Linked DNA regions of Sus scrofa: region 2 is linked to region 1. Evidence: chromatin contacts called from public Hi-C data. All regions are on one chromosome and are shown on one strand. Each heading gives the region's core, a stretch centred on a gene start, on an enhancer-like site or on the middle of the called end of the contact. The rest is flanking DNA. Distances are from core to core; before and after follow the strand shown.

Evidence for each region. Hi-C and Micro-C count contacts between places; a contact is called where the count stands out from the background.
Region 2: a contact with region 1 is called in a Hi-C map of fetal skeletal muscle, with 2.4 times the contacts expected there. The contact joins two enhancer-like sites. A contact is called at or near these places in 4 of 5 promoter capture datasets (fetal liver, fetal skeletal muscle, liver and 1 more), 31 of 47 Hi-C or Micro-C datasets (adipose tissue, alveolar macrophages, blood and 17 more) and 2 of 2 datasets of contacts at active chromatin or transcription factors (alveolar macrophages and skeletal muscle).

Annotation. Positions count from the first base shown.
Region 1 is chr5:28,975,513-28,980,553 of Sscrofa11.1, reverse strand. All of the region lies in intron 2 of RASSF3 (ras association domain-containing protein 3), which reads right to left. Among named protein-coding and RNA genes, the nearest start is that of RASSF3, 28 kb to the right of the region's middle. Within about 2 kb of position 2,178, at least 6 of the 83 cell types and tissues checked have an H3K27ac peak or open chromatin away from gene starts, as enhancers often do. A contact at or near this core is called in fetal skeletal muscle, where this site is marked.
Region 2 is chr5:29,108,238-29,113,278 of Sscrofa11.1, reverse strand. RASSF3 (ras association domain-containing protein 3) reads right to left here. Exons shown (of 6, transcript XM_021091945.1): 6 at 1-2,162. The coding sequence ends at 2,013. Among named protein-coding and RNA genes, the nearest start is that of GNS, 80 kb to the left of the region's middle. Within about 2 kb of position 2,323, at least 4 of the 83 cell types and tissues checked have an H3K27ac peak or open chromatin away from gene starts, as enhancers often do. A contact at or near this core is called in fetal skeletal muscle, where this site is marked.

The sequences.
Region 1 (5,041 bases), core at 929-3,428:
AATCTGGTTCATAGCTAGAGGTTCATTGCTTCACAGTAAATAAAAACTAGATACTTCTGGAAAAAAAATAAAATAGCAAATTTTATCTTATATACACATACATACACACAATTCCAAAAACAAAAACAAAAACAAAAAACAAGCAAACACACACACAGAAACACATAGACACAGCCCAGGGTATGAAAGGAAAGGCTAGAGTCTATCCAAATATTCTTCCAGGAGTTCCCGCTGTGGTACAGTAGGTTAATAATCAGGCTTATTTCCAATCAGAGGAGGTGCTGGTTCGATTCCAGCCAGGCAGAGTGGGTTAAGGATTTGGCATTGCTGCAGCTGTGGCATAGGTCACAGATGTGGCTTGGGTTCGATCCCTGGCCCAGGAACTTCCATATGCCGCGGGTGCAGCCGAAAAAGAAAAACAGAACAACTCATACACACACAGACTCTTCTGGCATCAACCTGAATTAGAGTAACAGCAGCACCTCACCCTGCCTCGTGGAGGAGGCTGCTTCTCCCTGGCAGGATGCCTGGGAAACAGGCTCTCAAGTGGAGGGCAGGAAGCCCCTCAGAGCCAGCCTCCCGAGAGCCAGCTCTGGCGTGTGGAGCCACACCTCCCAGACCTGCCGCTCCCTCACTGAGACTTTGTGAGACTCTTTCCAGGAATGGAGTGTCCATGAAAAAATGCCGCCTGCCATGTCAGTAAACAAAAGACGTTGCACAGCCATCAAGCCATCACAGTACAGCCACCCTGATAATGAGCCCTGAGGGAGCTCAGGATGGAAACAGGATGCCTGCTATCAAGCAGCCAATGGCCGCAGCCACCCCGAAACAACACGACACAGGGTATCCAGAAAGGACTCAGGATGAGAGAACACAGGATACCGGCCCCAGGGAGCTGAGGTGCATATCAAAGGAACGATTTCAGTGAGCCCAGACTCTCGCATCTTCCCAGACATAGAAAAGCGATAAATTCCTTAATCGAGAGATCTGGTTTTCTTTAATTAACAGTAATCTTTTGGAGTTCCTGTCGTGGCTTGGGGGAAACGAATCTGACTAGCATCCATGAGGTTTCAGGTTTGATCCCTGCCCGTGCTCAGTGGGTTAAGGATCTGCCGTTGCTGTGAGCTGTGGTGTAGGTCGCAGACACAGTTCAGATCCAGCATTGATGTGGCTGTGGTGTAGGCCGCAGACACAGTTCAGATCCAGCATTGCTGTGGCTGTGGTGTAGGCCGGTGGCTACAGTTCTGATGTGACCCCGAGCCTAAGAAGCTCCAAATGCCTCAGGTGTGGCCTTAAAAAAAAGACCAAAACAAAACAAAACAAAACAAAAAAAACCCCACCAAAATCCAGTAATTTTTTGATGTTCTAACTACCTGGTCTTTGTTGCAAAAACACCTCTATATCCTGGCCTCTCCTTTACCTCTTCAGAACAGTCCCTCAGAGCTATCTCACGCTTAAGTCTTCAGTTTTGTCCGCCAAACAAAACACAATTCTCAACTTTTAGGTTATGCGTTTTTTTCCCCCCAGTGAACAGGGATTTCTAGCAGTTGGAGTTCCGGGAAGGTGTTAACCGCTGCAGGGCACCCCCAAATCCTGGTCCCCATGATGCACTCAGTCCATATGGGCGGGCAGTCATTGCGGGCTCTGCCATCCCTCAGCTTCCCAAAGTTGTCTCCGTGAAGCCAGTGGGAGAGGAAAGAGGTGTCTGAGGGCAGGCCGGCAGCACTTCCACCATGTTTCATGGGTGGCAACTCAGTGCAGGGCCATCAGCTCAAGGGCATCTAGGAAACATAACACAGCCATGTGCCCAGGAAAAAGACGAGAACATGCATGCCTAAGTGTGTCTCTTGGCAGACAGGAAGTTCCAGTTTGTGGCCCAAGGGAGGAGATGTCTTCCACTTCTTTGTAACTTGCACCTGCTCGGGCAAAAGAGAGATGCTGCTGTCGCTGTGACTGATAAAGGCAGGACCAAGCACCAAGGTGTGACTCTTACCCTTGGAGCTTCAGGCAAAAGGGCCCCGGGTGCCTCCCGTGGGAATCTGGGAATTGCTGTGCTCTCCCAAGTCTTTGTCTCCACAGGTTCCTGCCAGAGGCTTCTTCTCCCCAGGCCTCATCTGAAATTGATCTGCCGCAACAGTTGCAAACCCCAGCTGCTCTTGGACTCCTCTGCTAGTAGCAAGAGAATCAATTTTCCCTACCCTCTGTGAACTGCTGGGTCGGCTGCTGTGCCCAAGTACAGGCTTCAAGATCTCAGCTCCCTGCCCTTAAAGCTGTACTTAATCTGGACCTAATCACTTGAACAACTGTTTTTGGCCCCACCTGGCAACAACAAAGCACCACCTCAGACTTTCAAGAGTCCAGGATCCCTAACCCTCAGGGAGGAAAGACATAGTCAGGCACACTAATCTTCATTTTACAGATACTGTGTGTACAGAAGGGTTAGAGAAGCAATGTCCTATTAATCTGCAGCAGATCTGCTGCCATTCTTTTTTTTTTTTGTCTTTTTGCCTTTTCTAGGGTCACTCCCGAGGCATATGGAGGTTCCCAGGCTAGGGGTCTAATCAGAGCCGTAGCTGCCGGCCTATACCGCAGCCACAGCAATGAGGCATGCATCCGAGCCGTGTCTTTGACCTACACCACAGCTCACGGCAATGCCAGATCCTTAACCCACTGAGCGAGGCCAGGGATCGAACCCATAACCTCATGGTTGCTAGTCAGATTCCTTAACTACTGAGCCACGACGGGAACTCCCCTGCTGCCATTCTTATGTTTAAGTGTCACTATGGGCTTTTGACAGGAAGAGCCTGTAGTCTACTGTTCTCTGTCTGGGAAAATTCTTGGTGCGTCTGCCTGTGGGACCTTCAATTCACATTTGATTAGAGTTCTCACCGTTGCCATTTTCGGATCAATTGACTACCACTTCCATTGCCACATTGCTGCTAACCTTCTTGGTCATGGGACTGAGCCATTGGGAATTAGCGCTCTGTCCACTTTCAGGACCCTCTCAGGACTTCTGGGTTTGCTTAATATACTGACTGACTACCCACTAGGTGCCAGGCACTACTAGACATGAATTTTGAGGCCAGTGGCCTTACGTCCAGTGAGTTCTGCTTTGGAATGTGTTTTTCAGTTGCTTTGCAACAGGGCCATGCAAACGGATTAAATGATAAAATAAAAAATGTAAAACAAGATAGTTCACATTCCTTGAGGGGAAAAAAACCAGAAATGTCTAGGATGGTGAGCATTCTTAGAAAAGTTTCCCTCCTGTCTTATTCTGGACAGAGTTCCATCAGGAAGACTCCAGAGCTTTGGGGATCAATAATTGGTGCAAAAAGAGGTTCCTCCCCCCCAGTTCTCTCCTAACACACACAATATTGAAGCAAGAAATTGCTCATGAATCAGCTTGTTGTTTCTTATTTGCAGAATACTTGTCGTTTATCTTCTTTTCCATAGGCAGACTCTAGTTTTGAGGTTGTTAAAAATCCATGCAAATGTGTTGAGAGAGGACAAACTGTTTCTTCAAAAAATGTGATTATTTCTCTGTGAGAGATGGCAGCCTGTAGACATATGATGGGGAAGAGGAGGCGTTTACTGAGTTTAGGGGCTAACCAAGAAGAATAAGCTCCCAACAAGATATAGTAGCAGTTATCAGAGGGCAAGGGCCCCTCATTTGTTTGTTTATAAAAAATTCTTTTGATGGAGTTCCTGTCGTGGCCCAGTGGTTAACAATCCAACTAGGAACCATGAGGTTTTGGGTTCGATCCCTGGCCTCGATCAGTGGGTTAAGGATCCAGCGTTGCCGTGAGCTGTGGTGTAGGTCGCAGACGTGGCTGGATCCTGAGCTGCTGTGGCTCTGGCGTAGGCCAGTGGCTATAGCTCTGATTCGACCCCTAGCCTGGGAACCTCCATATGCTGTGGGTGTGGCCCTAGAAAAGACAAAAAAGAAAAAAAAAATCTTGTGAAAGTCCACATGCTCCATAGTCAAATAGCAAATATGCAAATATTGTATATCAGTTGAGAATTGAAGTCAATGCTGATAACTGACAATGTTTGAGACAAAAATCCCAGCACTTGAGAGGCTGTGTATTGAAAGGCAAAAGATCTAGTCAACTGATTGGAGTGGAAAACTGTGTACATCAAAGATACTATTCATGGTTTTGAGAACCCAACTTGTACAGGCTGGGATAGATGCTAGAGATGCAGTCAGGACAAAATAGACACAGCCCCTCCTCTCATGAAACTTAAGTTTTATGTGGGGGAGACAGGAAATAAAGTCAGATGATGCTAAGTGACATGAAGAAGATAAAACAGGGCAATGTGTTAGAGGATGAGGGTGGGATGGGGCTGCTTTCATCTGCGTGGTCTAGGAAGGCCTCATTGAGAAGGGGACATGGGAACTGAGATCTAGACCAAGGAGCCAAGGGAGAGATGATCTGGGGGAAACATTCCAGGCAGAGTGAACAGCAGAGGAACTCAGGACTGAGCTTGGCCCATTTAAGAGAGAGAGCGCCTCAAAAAACTAAAAATAGAATTACCATTTGATCCAGTAATCCCACTCCTGGGCACCTATCCAGAGAAAACCATGATTCGAAAAGATACATGTACTCCCATGTTCCTTGAAGCACTATATACAACAGCCAAGACATGAAAGCAACTTCAATGTCCATTGACAGAGGAGTGGATAAAGAAGATGCGGTACATATACACAATGGAATATTACTCAGCCATAAAAAAGGAATGAAATAATGGCATTTGCAGCAACATGGATGGACCTGGAAATTATCACACTAACTGAAGTTAGTCAGACAGTGAGACACAAATGTCATATGCCATCACTTATACGTAAAATCTGAAAAAAGGGTACAGAGAGTTCCTGGTATGGCACAGTGGAAATGAATCCAACTAGTATCCATGAGGATTCAGGTTTGAACCCCGGCCTTGATCAGAGGGTTAGGGATCTGGCATTGCCACGAGTTGTGGTGCAGGCCAGCAGCTGTAGCTCCAATTATACCCCTAGCTGGGAACTTACATAAACTGCAGG
Region 2 (5,041 bases), core at 1,074-3,573, 130 kb before region 1:
AGTATCCTCACACCCAAGCCATTCTCTGAATAGTAAAACCAGTACAAAAATCATGAAGGCATTCCCTGAACAATGAAGGTAAAGTGTTAGATGACAATGTCACTAAAACCTCATTAATGCACGAAAAAGAAGTTGCATGCAAAATTAAACAAGAGGTGCCATACATATTTTATAGCTAGTTCTACTTTTTTTTTTCTTTCCAACTTTCCTTAAAAAGCTCAGGAAGATATGATTGTCTCAGTAATGCATGTGGCAAAGCAGAAGCGACACTTACATCTGCCTCCAACAAGAAGGGTGTTCTCTGAAAAGTCAGAAGGGCCACCACAAGGACCAAAGAAATGCAATAAAAAAAAGCCACAGTTCACTGAAGAGGCAAAGAACTGAAGCACCTTGGAATTTCAAAAAGAATCCATTAGGTGTCACCAAAGTGTTAACAATTCCTTGGGAATTTATAAACAAACAATATCTAGACTAAAAACAGACTGTAAGGCCACTCCAGAAGCACAGCACAACTTTCCTGTTGTTTTCAGATTAACTGCTGTGTAAAATGAGGTTATTTCACTTGCTCCGAGGAAGGCTCCTATTGCACACGCACTCTTTGGTTTGCAGGAACATGCACTTGTGTGAAAACACCTCCATAAAGAACCCCCTCCTGTGTGGTCAAGTGGGGGGGCTGGTGGACGCTACCCTCCTCCTTACAGTCAGGTGGTCACCCTTTGGAACTGAGGATCTGACAGTCCTGGGTCTTTAACCCACACCACTGTTCCGCTCTGTGTAAGATGAGGCTTCAACTTGTAAAACAAAGGGAGAAGGGAAAGAAGTGAGTACAGGGAAGGAGGGAGGAGCGAGGGGAAAAAAAAAAAGGGAAGCCGAGGCAGAGGAGGGAGGGATTGTCACCAAAGTGTGCCGGGAGCTCTTCACCGGATCGACCTCCCGGCTGCTAATAACTGGGGGGCGGGGGGGGGGGGGGTGGTGGCAAAAAGCCGCCTCCTTCCCAAACTCCTTTTCCACTTTGAAAAGGACCTGGGAGGAAAGCTGTGACGTCACAGGAGTCATCGCAGATGCTCAGGGCCCACGGCCCCACGGCCCAGAGAAGCGGCACCCATCGGACCGCGCACCCCGAGAAGAGAAGGCCGAATGGGGGCTGGCAGCTGAGAGGGCAGCTCTGTCCCGTGTGAATATCCACGCTGGGTTCCCTGCTCCGCTGCAGTCAGCCCCTCCTTCCGGTCTAGCTCCTACTTTCTTTGGTTCTGTTCCCACATTTGACTCGCCAGGAAATCAAGCCATAGACAGTGGGTTTAAGGTCTCTAAACTGAACGTCTCAAAACGGAAAGCGTTTAACTCATCGACAAGCAAATTCACCTCCTCCTCTACCCTCCACTCCTGGCCCAAACCACCGTCCCTCAGGGCTCCCCGCCTCCACCCACCCTCTTCCAAACTTACTCTTCACTTTCTTGGTCAGACTCCTCCAGAATCCTTCACCAACTCCTCAGAGGTCCTAGCTTCCTGTGCCCTTCAATTCCCACAGATTGTTTTCTCTGACATTTAAAACACCAAAACCCCCTAAACCAACAGGTAGTTTCAACATAGGATAAGTATTCCAACCGATTCCTTGCTAAGCTTCCACCGAAGCACCGGCACAACCTTCAGCTTCACATCCTCATCACATCCTAAGGACAACGAGCTAAAAGAAGAAGAAAAACAAAAACACCACCCAAGAGTCCATGCTTCAAAGCCCCCCAAAATGCTCCAGATGAGACTACAGGTTCACAGCTTGCCGAGAGGTAAGACCGCGGTGCCGAAACGGAACAAGCGTGCAGGATCCCTCCCGGAGGGCGCCGAAGTGCTGCGTGACCAGCGTGGGGAACTAGGCCTAGAAATTTCGTTCAGGGGAAAGGCCCGAGCATCATGGGGCAGGAAAACCGCCCTCCGACAAGAGAGACACCAGCTGCTGGGTTTGCACGCAGGTCCCACGCCGTCCCCGAGCCCGAGGGGCAGGGAGCCCCCACGCGTTACCCGGGCTTCCACGCCTCGCCGAGGGCTTCTTCCAGCTTGTGTCTGTAGGCTGCGTAGCGCTCCTTCAGGTTCTGCAGCTGCTCATCTTCTTCCTTGTCCAAGATCCGCAAGAAATTCTGTAGCTCTGGCAGGCTGAAGGCTTCCCACTGTGAGAGGACACAAAAACCGAAAAATGCCAGGTGGTCAATTCAGCGTCAAGACTTAGGAATGCGGACCACGAGCCCAGGGAGGTGACCAGAGTTCTCCGAAGTCCTGGTTGGCAGGAGGAGCCTCCCCACTAGCCCTGCCTTCCTCTCCCCAGGTGCAGCCCTAAAAAAAAAAAAAATCTGGCGTTGTCACTGCACTGCTCTGGTCACAGCTGTGGTACAGGCTTGATCCCTGGCCCAGGGCACAACCAAAAATAAAGCACTTGGTCCTGCTTTGAGATGGAAAGGCATTTACAGGCAAGAAGCAATGTTCAGTTTGGACTTAACACAAGGAGAGTCACACACCCCTCCAGCAAGCATCTATTGAAGAAATCCTAGAACAAAAGGCAGCAGAGCAGTCCAAGCTGGAAGCCGAGGGGCTGAAAGTCCAGGCTCTGAAGGATCCAGGCCTCTCCATCCCTTGAGCAGATCTCTAGATGAGTAGTAAATCTCGCTCTAAGGCTGTTGTTCTTGGGGAGCAGGGGCTGTCTTTTTTTTTTTTTTTTTTTTTTTTGGTCTTTTTGCCTTCTTCTAAGGCCGCTCCCATGGCACATGGAGGTTCCCAGGCTAGGGGTCGAGTCGGAGCTGCAGCCGCCAGCCTACATCAGAGCCACAGCAATGTGGGATCCGAGCCACGTCTGTGACCTACACCGCAGCTCATGGCAACACCAGATCCTTAACCCACTGAGCAAGGCCAAGGATGGAACCCAAAACCTCATGGTTCCTAGTCAGATTCGTTAACCACTGAACCACGATGGGAACTCCAAGCAGGGGCTGTCTTTAAATGCAGGTGACATTCCAGTCACCTCGCACATTTGACCAGAGCTTCAGAAAGTCATCTTGATTTTTATTTTTGTTTCTTTTTTAGGGCCCCACCTGCAGCATATGGAAGTTCCCAGGCTAAGGGTTGAATCAGTGCTGCAGCTGCCAGCCTACAGCACAGCCACAGCCACACCAGATCCTTAACCTAATGAGCAAGGCCAGGGGTGGAACTGTATCCTCACGGACACTATGTCGGGTTCTTAACCTGCTGAGCCGCAATGGGAATTCAGGAAAGTCATTTTTATTTTGAGTTCTTTCCCATATGCAACATGAAGAAATCACATCTTTTGAGTTTTTTTAATAACAAAATCATCATTTAAAGAAACAGTGGCATGGACTACTTTTACTCATCATTGTGGAGCCAGCAACTACGTCTTTATATTGCCCTTCTTGCCCCAAATTAGAAGTTACAGGGGACATTCTTCATTTACTTGTACACAAAATAAGAATCGCAAAACTGAGAAAACATGATTTGCTTTTTGCTTAGTATCACTCTTGTCTACACCGCAGTGGTTGTGAACCATGTGGGCTTTCTCTCTGGCTCTTGGGTCTCTGAATTGTTTTCCTAACTGTGCCTGGTATCAGGCACAAAAGATTTTACTACTCTTTTTTTAGTTTATTTTACAATGAAAGCAGTATAATGTCAAGGAGGTACCTGGCATCACCTGAGAGGTGTTTTTCCAAACGACACATCCTCCCCTTCCCAAAGCAGGCCCTGGGTCCTGGGCTGAGAATCAGTGTCTCAGCCAGGAGCAATTTCTGATGAGAGAGTCCCAGGGGTGGGAAGGGAGAAGAGGAGATAGCCAAATACAAGGGCAGAGAGAGGAGACAGAGGAAAACTCCCAAATGGGCCAACGACAGAAGGCTCTTGGAGATGAATTTTGAGCTACTTATTAAAGGAAATGAAAAACATGAAGCAGGAAAGCAAAACCGTCTACATTAGAATATGCTATTAGGGAGTTCCTGTTGCGGCTCAGTGGTAATGAACTTGACTAGTATCCAGGAGGACATGGGTTCAATCCCTGGCCTCGCTCAGTGGGTTAAGAATCCAGCATTGCCGTGAACTGTGGGGTAGGTTGCAGATGCAGCTCGGATCCTGCGTTGTTGTGGCTGTGGTGTAGGCCAGCAGCAACAGCTCTGGTTAGATCCCTAGCCTCGGAATCTCCATATGACGCAGGTAGGGCCCTAGAAAAGGCAAAAAGATCAAAAAAAAAAAAAAAAAAAAAAAAAGGCCCAAATCACTGTCTTCCTAAAACTCCTTAAGTTCCGATTTACCCTGACATAGAAACATATCCTTTACCAAACAAGTTTACATAAAGTTCTAATTTGCAACTCAAAACCACCCTTTCAAGTCTTTAGTCCCCCTTTACAGATTTTAAAGCTGAGGACTGAAAAAATTAGAAGACTTACCCAAGGTCATGCTCCTAATCTAAACAAGAACAACAGTAAGGGAGTTCCTGCTGTAGCAGGGTGGTTAAGAATCAGATTAAAGGGGAGTTCCCGTTGTGGCTCAGCGGTTAACAAATCCCACTAGCATCCATGAGGACTCAGGTTCAATCCCTGACCTCGCTCGGTGGGTTAAGGATCCGGCGTTGCCGTGAGCTGTGGTGTAAGTTGCAGACTCGGCTCAGATCCCGAGTTGCTGTGGCTGTGGTGTAGGTCAGCAGCTGTAGCTCCGATTGGACCCCTAGCCTGGGAACTCTATGTGCCATGGGTGCCACCCTACAAAGACAAAAAAAAAAAAAAAAAGAATCAGACTGCAGTGGTTTGGGTCACTGCAGAGGCACCGATTCAATCCCTGACCCAGTGCAGAGGGTTCAAGGATCCGGAGATGCTGCAGCTGTGGCATAGGCTGCAGCTGTGGCTCGGATTCTACCCCTGGCCGAGGAACTTCCATATGCCAGGGGTGCGGCCAATGTGGGGAAAAAAAAGAAGAACCATAGGAAGTAGAGTCTTGGTTCCCTAACTTTTAACCTAGAAACTGTTCTCACTGCATCACAGAATGTTCTATGTGCACC